Linked DNA regions of Rattus norvegicus: region 1 is linked to region 2. The links are chromatin contacts, called in public Hi-C maps. All regions are on one chromosome and are shown on one strand. The core of a region is the stretch at or near the end of the contact, and the rest is flanking DNA. Distances in the headings are between cores, read along the strand shown.

Region 1 (4,687 bases), core at 129-2,628, 78 kb after region 2:
AATAGGAGGGTTAGCAGCCCTGCCTGAGGAAAGACGCCAGACTGGTTCTGACTCAGGTGCCATTGTTCAGAGGTGTGGATTAGAGGAGGGGCTCTCACCCAGGAGAAATCCTGACTGACTCACTCCGGTCACTTAGCTGGCCACGTGGCCTCATAATCTTGCACTTAGCGAGCCCGGTACCAGTGCCCGGAGCCATTTCCTGATGCGCAAAACAAATATTTGAACTTGAAATGCTGAGTGAAGCTGTGGATGTTTGGTAGATTTTTTTTTTTTTACCTTCTCTCTACTGCATCTGGAAGCCTTTGGGGAGTTTACTCTGTGGCCATCAACACAGCCTTGTTCTGCAGGTAGAATGATCTGGAAGCCGGTGACTTCATACATTAAGAATGTCCTCCCCGGCTGGCTCTTTTGCTCTGTCTGTGTAATCGGTACCTAGACAACATTTTCAAAAGCACCCTGCCCCCAGCTGACGTACAACCAGAGGGCATATGACCGAGGAACAGTTTCCTTCTCCAGCTCTGGGTGGTCCTGATGCCAGACTTGTCTTCTCTAGCCCATGGAGAGAAGCCATCGAACAGAAAGCTGTTGGGAGATCTAGGAGTCGGCTCCCTCTGCTGCAGGTGATATGTGATCGAGGTAACTCACTCAGCTCTCGGGGGCCATCAGTTTCTCGACCTGAAAAATTATTCTCAAGGTCAGGTCCTACCAAGTTGTGAGGCTTTCCTGTGTCCTGGATAAGTGGAGGACATTTGAAGCAGTGTGGGACAACTCCAAGTCCCATCTGGGACTTAGCCTCCGTGGGTGTGTGAGGAGAGTGGGGGACCGTGTCCTTTATGCGAGCCAGGGCTCAGGGTCTGGAGTAAAGGGCGCCAGTTCTTAGCATCACCTCAACAGTTCGTGCATCCTTTGTGTAGATTTAAAAAAAAAATCACATTCCAGGGTTGATTGACAAGATGACAGCAGACAGGAGAAGCCATTCCTGAGCTGAAAAGAATCTAACAGAACACAAGAAGAGGGGACATCTGAGGTGAACCAAGAAAAAAAAGCAATGTCTGAGAATATAAAACCCACAGTGGCTTTCTTACAATGGGACATTCATGTGTGCAGTATTCATATTTCCAAAACACCCCTTTCCCCTCCTCCCTCAGAGACTATTTCTTTCGCCTTGGACGTTATCCGTCCTGTCTCAAATGTAAATGACCTCCCCCACCCCCAATCCTGTCAATAAAACTCTGGGTTCAACTTCTGGAATTACATAAGCCCCAAAAGACAACTGAGTCAGCAGAAAGGCCCTGACTCAGCACTTGGAACTAAGTCCACCATGGGGCCAGACTCTCCAGTCTTGACTTTGGCCAAATTCCTATTGAAATCCAATGCCTGGTAAGTATCAGCAGCTTCGTACACACGGTTCCAGAAGGATTTTAAAGGGCTAGAGAGCAAAAGATGGGGATCTGGGTGGCCTTGTTGGATCTCACTACATTTACTAGGGTACCAGCCAGGTGCCACTGCCGGGGCAGAGCGCCCTCCATCTCCTGGGTCTTTCCCCATCACGCTCACGACATCAAGTCTACCTTTCACTAGGGGCTAGAAGGAGACATGAGAAACAGAGAGGCAGAGGGGTGTATGTATCCATTGAGCCCTACCACTCACCACTACTTAGGACTTTTTTTTTTTTTTTTTGGTCTTTTTTTTTCGGAGCTGGGGACCGAACCCAGGGCCTTGCGCTTCCTAGGTAAGTGCTCTACCACCGAGCTAAATCCCCAGCCCCATACTTAGGACTTTTATCACTTAGCGTTTTATATGCTGAGTTACTCTCAACAAACACTTTACTGCTATGAGACTACAAAGGGGAAACCAGGAAAGCATCTCCAATACTGAGTCACAAGGAGACCTTAGATGGTTGAGAAGCACACAGGGAGTGAGGAGAAATGCCTACTTCTGGGAATTCACGGTGAGATCATCTGGAAATCAGTCCCTCCAAAATTACAGCTCTAAAGATAAAGAGGCAAAGGGGATGCTGGCAGAAACATCAGCTCACTCATGATTTATCTTGTATCCTGGCTTTTACTTGACAGATACCTGGGGACCAAATGATCAATGAAGGCTCTCCCACTGGGGGATGCTGGGAAGTAGGACCCGGCAGTCACCATTTTTAGGGACTCCCAGATTATTCGGTTACACAGGAGAGCTAAGAACACCAAAGACAGGAGATTGTTATCTGCCAGGCAAAGAAGTTGGGAGGGAAATGCCTCAAAAGCTGGGAACTGTTAAAGATTTAAATAAGATGTGGGGTTTTTGTATAATAACAATAGGAGGGGACAACACTGTGTGTTTCAAATTGTGCGCATGGCACTGTTTGCTTTTGACAGTGACCCAGAGAAGGACTCCCTACTGTCACCCATAATTTACAGGTAAGGCTTCGAGAAATACAATCTCAGTCACTTCCTTGAAGCCAAAACTAACAAGATCGAGCATGGTGGGCACCGACTCCAGGGAGACAAGGGAGAGATCAAGGTAAGCAGGGTGCAGGCTGACCCTCAGTGCCACCTTCCAAGAGGAGTGACAAACTGTAAAGTGCAGCGAGCAAGGCAGCTGTCACAGAACCACACAGTGTGTCAGAACCACAGGACAGACTTTACACAGTGGAGTCAAAGCAGCTCTCCAAGAGTGAATTCAGGATTCTACTAGACAGTGATGACTGTGAGATCGAGGCGGGAGAGGGAGTCTCAGGAAGACAGCCTGGGGTACAGGGAACAAGCTGAGAACTCTGGAGGATGGAGAGAGAGAGAGAGAGAGAGAGAGAGAGAGAGAGAGAGAGAGAGAGAGAGAGAGAGAACAGACGATGGAAGCCTAGGAGAACAAGGCACTGTGGCTCAGCTGTTAATGTCAATGCTGCTCTTACAGAGGACCCAGTTTCGATTCCCAGCACCCACATGGTGGCTGACAGCTGCCTATAACTCCAGTCCCAGGAGATCTGATGCCTTTTTCCGGCTTCCAAAGGCACCTGGCACATGGTACACAGGCACTCTCACATGGTACATACATGCAGGCAAAACCACATCAATTGTTTTTAATCTAAAACATGGGGACTGGTGAGATGGTTCCATGGCTAACAGCACGAGCTGCCCTTGCAGAGGACCAAGGTTCAGTTCCCAGTGCCCATATGGGGTGGTTCACAACCATTTATAACTCCAGTTCCGAGGGATCCAGCTTTCTTCTGACGCCGAGAGCATCAGGCACATACTTGACTCATATACCTACACATGGACGAAACATTCACACACATAAAAGAAATCTTTAAGAACAATTTAAGGGGCTGGAGAGATGGCTCAGCGGTTAAAAGCACTGGCTGCTCTTCCAGAGAAACTGAGTTCAATTCCCAGCAACCACATGGTGGCTCACAACCACCTATAATGAGATCTGGTTCCCTCTTCTGGGCTGCAGGCACACATGCAGGTAGAATGCTGTATGCATAATAAATTTTAAAAAGTTAAATATTTTTTAATATAAGTTCTATATTTCCACGAAGCATGCAGCCCTTCTTGTTAGGCTGTACCCAGTTTCTCTTGTGGTTTTGGTGGTGACTTCTGGCTTACACCGTGGATTTGCTCCTGACAAGAGACCACTCTGATGATTTCCCTGAAGGGCGGGGCTGTTGGCTTGAACTCGGTCTCTTTAAAGACAGCTCAGTGTGATTGATCTTGCTCTGCACTGTCTTCCTGTGCTCCAAGAAAACCCTGTAGAAACCTTACTTTCTCCTGCTCTACACAGGCTAACAGCTGCTACATGTATTTGTTAGGATGGGTGTTTGGTGAAACAATGATCTTCATTAAAAATGTCTTTGTTTTTTTTTGCAAGATCCACAGAAGCATTAGGCTATTAGAAGTCCAGTCACCTCCATAGCAAAGAGTGTACACTAAGAGTTATGGTTTGAATATTAAATGTGCACACACACACACACACACACACACACACACACACACACAGGGATTTGTTTCAATTGCCAGCCTATGCGTTTTCTTTCCTAGTCCCATTAACTTACAGCAGTTAAAACAAACTAGTCACCTGTGAGGTATATTTCCTGATTTCGATAGGCTGCTATCAGAGACCTCTAGTCAGAGAAGCGCTAAAACGCGAGCCAAGAAGGAAAATGGTGGGGCAGCTCGCCAGACCTCATAGCTTATCATCCACTTCCTGTTAACTGCGATGACTTGTCCTGAATCTATCTGCCAATGCCTGTGGCACATCGGAGTCACCTGAATCCACAGTAGATGACTACTGTGGTACGGAGAGGGAGGAGTTGTTTCTCTCTGCCTCTGGGGACAAGTTTAGGTCCACCACTTGTCAGGGGTATATCCTGTCCCAAGAAGGAAAGTCAATGAGCCTGGCAGTGCACTCAGAATCATCGTCGTCGTCGTCATCAATTAAGATTTATTTATTTCATGTGTGTATTTCACTTGTACATGTTTATGTATACCAAGTATATGCCTGGTGCCTACAGAGGTCGTAAGAGGGCATCAGGCCCCCTGTAACCGGAGCTAGAGCCCAGTTGGAAGCCATCATATGAGTACTGGGAACCAAACTCAGGTCCTCTCCAAGAGCAGCCAGTGCTCCTAACCCCTGAGTCAGCTCTGCAGCCCACACAGAAGCCCTTTACCACTGCAAAGTCTAAGGGAGGAACCATCGC
Region 2 (4,744 bases), core at 1,326-3,825:
TCACACCTGAAGTCCAAAAGGTCACTTAAGAGCAGAGGAAACCAAACAATGGCTTAGCTGCTGGGGGCTGTGGGGAAGGCCCATGTGGCAAAGATATTGCTTGTCTGTATTTGGTTCTTGTGGGCTTCCCAGGGGCTCTGAGCACAGGAGTTGGCTTGGAGACGTGTAGCTGGCTGGGCTTTGGCTACTTTGTAAGTTCTTCTTTCTTCTACCCTATTTCTTCCCTTTCAACCCCTTAACACTAGATAGGAGAGAAAAAAGATAGACAGGAAAGACTGCTGACTAGGGGAGTTGAGTTCCTTGTGGCAAACTTCATCTTCACTGTCAGGATATCTAATTTCTTCTACTTTTGCACGGGACTACTTAACAAACCACAGCTAACAACAGCCAACAGCAACCAACTGCTCATCAACAACCCGCACGGCTTTTCAGGGACCTTGCATTTATATGTCCTTTGGAAAGTCCCCAGAATTCCAAAGTCACACAATCACAGAAACTACCTGCTGCCGGCAAAATGCACCCCAGCTAGAGCATGAGGCAAATCATAGTCAGCTGCTGTGGACAAGCAAAAGCAGCCCCATATCCCATGCCTGGGACTAAAACAAAAACTTATTATTATTATTATTATTATTATTATTATTATTATTATTATTAGTAGTAGTAGTAGTAGTAGTATTACTATTACTACTGCTACTACTACTATTATTATTACTATTACTACTACTGCTACTACTACTACTACTACTATTATTATTATTATTATTATTATTATTATTATTATACTTTTGTGTTTCAGAAAGAGACCAAAAGTCCAAAATTGTCATTACAGAGAATGTCCTAGTTGTTGTGGTGATGAGTCCTTTTGTGTTCAATCGGGGCTAGCCTTGGCAACATAACGAGACACTGTCTTAAAGAGCAGCTACACATTTGAAGAGAAAGTTGTCATTTGGGGTAAAGTAGTTCACAGGCTCAAGTTTTGCCCCTTGGCAGAGAATTGGTTCAGAACCCAGCGTGTGGGACCTTGTTAAAACTTCGCTGTCCCTTCACCAAACATCTTCCTCTTTAAAAAAAAAAAATGCCAGCTTACAACTGACTCCTCTTAGAATGAGGTTTACCTAGCAACCTATTTGTCCTGTAGTTGACACATATGTTTCTTTTAAAGATCCCTTTAATTTTATGTGTCTGAGTGTTTGCCCGAATATATTTATGTGCACTGTGAGTGTGCAGTACCAGTAGGGACCAGAAGAGGGCATCATATTCCCTGTAACCAGAGTTGCAGATGGTTATGAACTGCCACATGGGATTCTAGGAACCAAGTCTGAGTCCCCTGCAAGAGCAGCCAAGTGCTCCTAACTTCTGAGCCATCTCTCTCTAGCCTCAATTGATTTGTTTATTATCTTTTTGTCATATGAGACACCACCTTCAAAAAAAAAACCATTATCGGGCAACTACTGGAAGCCTCATTACCTTGATTTAGGATTTCTTTGGCAGCAACATCTAGTAATATTGTTGTTGGTGGTGATGAGTGTGTGTGTGTGTGTGTATGTGTGTGTGCGCATGTGCACCCAAATCTCTGTTTTCCTCACAGCTGTGTGTTCAATGCCTTTCTCTTTTCTGTTTCTAAAATGAAGTACAGATTGCAGATTCAGGACCCAGGGAGCCTGTCCATGGTCACCCAAAGTAACTGAGGAGAAAACCTACCAGAGAAGCCCCAGGCAGGACCAGTGACCATGGCCTGGGTAGGAGGGAAGGACAGTATGGGCTTTTCTTGGGGCCCCAGGCTTCTGTCATTCATGAAACCCATGTCTTCTCTCAAAGGGGACTAGGGGAAGTTTACTCTTGAGCTAAATATGCATGGCCGAGGCCTAGGAGCAGAGATTAGGGTTACCCCAAATAAAATGTTACAACATGGAAACAATTTCATCGAGTTGTCATTGATTCCAGAATAAAAGAAAGTCGCAAATCAAGGCATTTCCCAGATCTATTCATGGGAACATCAGGTAGGCGGGTTAGAACCAAGAAGAGAAATCTGCTATGGGTGTCTGCTGTGTTCTGATGACATTCTCAGCTTTGCGTTTGTGGAAGCCAGGATCTTGACTTAATTCACTTCCCATTGGCACAATAAGACAGCATCACCAAAAGCAACTTGTGAGAGTTTGTTTCAGATCATCCTTCCCTGAAGGAAGTCAGGGCAGGAGCTCCAGGCAGGAACCCAGAGGCAAGAACTGAAGCAGAGGCCACGGAGGGGCACTGCTTACTGGCTGGCTTCCTTTGAACTGATTTCTCAGCTACCGCCCAGGTTTACCTGTCTCAGGGCTGCAGTAGGCTAGACCCTTCCACACCAATGACTAAGCAAATGTCCCCAGACTTTCCTACCGGCCAGCCCGATAGAGGCTTTTTTTTTTTAAATTGTGGTTCCCTCTTCCCAGAGGACCCTAACTTGTATGAACTTGGCAAAGCCCTAAATAAGTGCAATCTAAAACCTTGCACATGAGAGTCACATGGTGCTAGGTCCAACACGGAGAACAGCTATGAAGAGGCATTGACAGCACGAGATAATTTGGACTCTGAACTTGTAACATTTCCACTCTGCACAACTGGTAAGTTATCATCAGCCAATCTCCTGGCAGAATCTTTAACCTGAGTGTGGCTTTTTCCTCTCTTGCAATTTCGCTTCCTGTTCTGACTTTTTAGAGGACATAATGCAAATACTTAACAGATCACGGTGTAAGGTCCTAGCCAGGTACAACTCAAGATCCAGATGTTATCGGTCGGGGTTCGGGGTTGAGGGGTGGGGAGACCTGGGAGTCTTAGAAATCGATGAGATTGAAAAGGTCTGAGAGATGCCATGCACGCTGGCTAGGGTCTCTCCTAATGACACAATGGCTTTAAACTTCACCAAAAGTCAAAGGTTCAGAGATGTCACCCCAATACTTGCTCTCTGTCCCTGGAGTTGGAGGTGAATCATCTGTCCTTCCATTTTTAAAATAACTGTGTGAGTAATATTTTCCATTTTAAGAGAAACCCAGCAAGTGGAAGGAGCTTGTTTTCCTTAAGCAATGTAGATGCCAGTGTAGTAAAGAATCTTTCACATACGTGTGTGACCGTAGCAGGCAAAGCATGTCAGTGAGTTTACCCTGCTCACACAGAAGGACACCGGACTTTCTGACCAGGGTCGTCTAAGTATCTGGGAGAAAGACAAGGGTTCAGTCTTCCCTAAACTACCGAATGCCTCAGTAATAAGTGGCTGACAGGGACTGGAAGCCTTCAGGATGGGTGGCTACACAGAGCCTGCATCTGCTGGCTGCCCTTCTGTGAGGATGCAGGAGGCGGACGTGGGGAAACCAGCTCTCTGTGGCTGCAGAGCTGCACCCTGCCTTCTCTCCCCAGCTGCCAGTTTGAAGGGCATGTGGGTTGTGTGATCCCTTTGTTCTTTTGAAAAGAGAAGAGAAATGTGCTCGGTGTAAAAATAGGCTTTCAGAGGCTTTGAAAACCAATCTTGCCACACCAGAACTGGTGACAGAGGAGAGTGCTTCCTGCGGTGACACCTGCAGAGACCCCTCCCCCCCCCAGGTATCTCCGCCCTCTTCCCCTCTGCACCACAGCCTTGGTGCTCCAGGAGCCTGGGTGCTCCCAGAGCCTGGGTGCTCCCAGGAGTCCATCTTCTGGAGTCCCTTGCTTTTAGTGTTTAAAGAGACTTCATTGACTCACTGAGGGCAGAGGACAAAGCTGGGTTTGGGGTTGCATCATGAAAATGTGCTGCAGTCCCTCAGTTCCCTCTCTGGTCCCCTTATTTTTATTTAAGAACCACAGGCTTTTCCATGAAAGCTCCCAGATCTCCTTCCACAAAGTTTTTTTTTTTTTTTTTTTGCACCGTGATCTCGCTCATCCGGATGTGGTAACCCCTCAAAGAGTATCTTGTTAAAAGATGGACCATCAAGGGCAACGTGCCTTTCACTCTCTGGACCCCGCACCACCTTTTTCTTGTTCTAAGGACTTTCTTTACCCTTTAAGGGCCAGAACTGGGTCTCCAGTCAGCTAAAGATGCACTCGCCGAAATACAATTAATTCCCTGGCACTCTGTAGGGATCTCTGCACACGACCCGCCAGCATGGCTCCTCCCTTGTCCTGACAGACAGGCTTGTAGCTTGTAGCTCAGTCCCTAATCAGTTGCTCTTCACTGCTGGCCTTGAGCAATAAAAAAAAAAAAAAAAAACATCTGCCCTGCCCCAAAGGGAATCCTCAGAGTAATTCCACATGCCTGGCTGGTACCCAGGGCCCCACACTATTATGTCAGTCCCACCTAGCTCCCTCCTCGCCATCCCTGTGTAACACTGGGGCCCCACTCAGGGCTTTGGCATCAGACATTCATCCTAGCCTTCAATCTCAGCTCTGCCAGTGGCTCTGGGCAAGCAATTAATGAATCACTTTCCTCTGGAAGGTGGAGTTAATGGCACTTCCTTTATTTGAACAGAGAAGGCTTTTGAGCATATGTGAGATGTTCGGTGACTTGGAACAAGAGCTCTTCCCTTCTGTGTTCTCCACTGTGATTTGTCAGGGAAATTACCATAACCAACCCAGAGTGCTGGGTTGAGTGCTCTGACAGCTGTCCCGCCCTCCAATGCAGCCCTCTGAGTAGCGCTAGCGAGGACCCTGAAGTTCCGTGGGAGCTTCAAGTTTGTGCTGACTGTAAAGATAGCCTCTGTTACCTCATCAGTCTCCTGGGACTCCTGGGATGACAGGG

The links. Hi-C and Micro-C count contacts between places; a contact is called where the count stands out from the background.
Region 1: a contact with region 2 is called in a Hi-C map of liver, with 2.0 times the contacts expected there. The contact joins two enhancer-like sites. A contact is called at or near these places in 3 of 12 Hi-C or Micro-C datasets (kidney and liver).

What each region holds. Positions count from the first base shown.
Region 1 is chr12:11,431,628-11,436,314 of GRCr8, forward strand. LOC108352417 (a long non-coding RNA gene) reads left to right here. Exons shown (of 5, transcript XR_001840627.3): 2 at 348-636; 3 at 2,412-2,514. Among named protein-coding and RNA genes, the nearest start is that of Ubl3, 76 kb to the right of the region's middle. Within about 2 kb of position 1,379, at least 2 of the 93 cell types and tissues checked have an H3K27ac peak or open chromatin away from gene starts, as enhancers often do. A contact at or near this core is called in liver, where this site is marked.
Region 2 is chr12:11,352,401-11,357,144 of GRCr8, forward strand. No RefSeq gene overlaps it. Among named protein-coding and RNA genes, the nearest start is that of Ubl3, 160 kb to the right of the region's middle. Within about 2 kb of position 2,576, at least 30 of the 93 cell types and tissues checked have an H3K27ac peak or open chromatin away from gene starts, as enhancers often do. A contact at or near this core is called in liver, where this site is marked.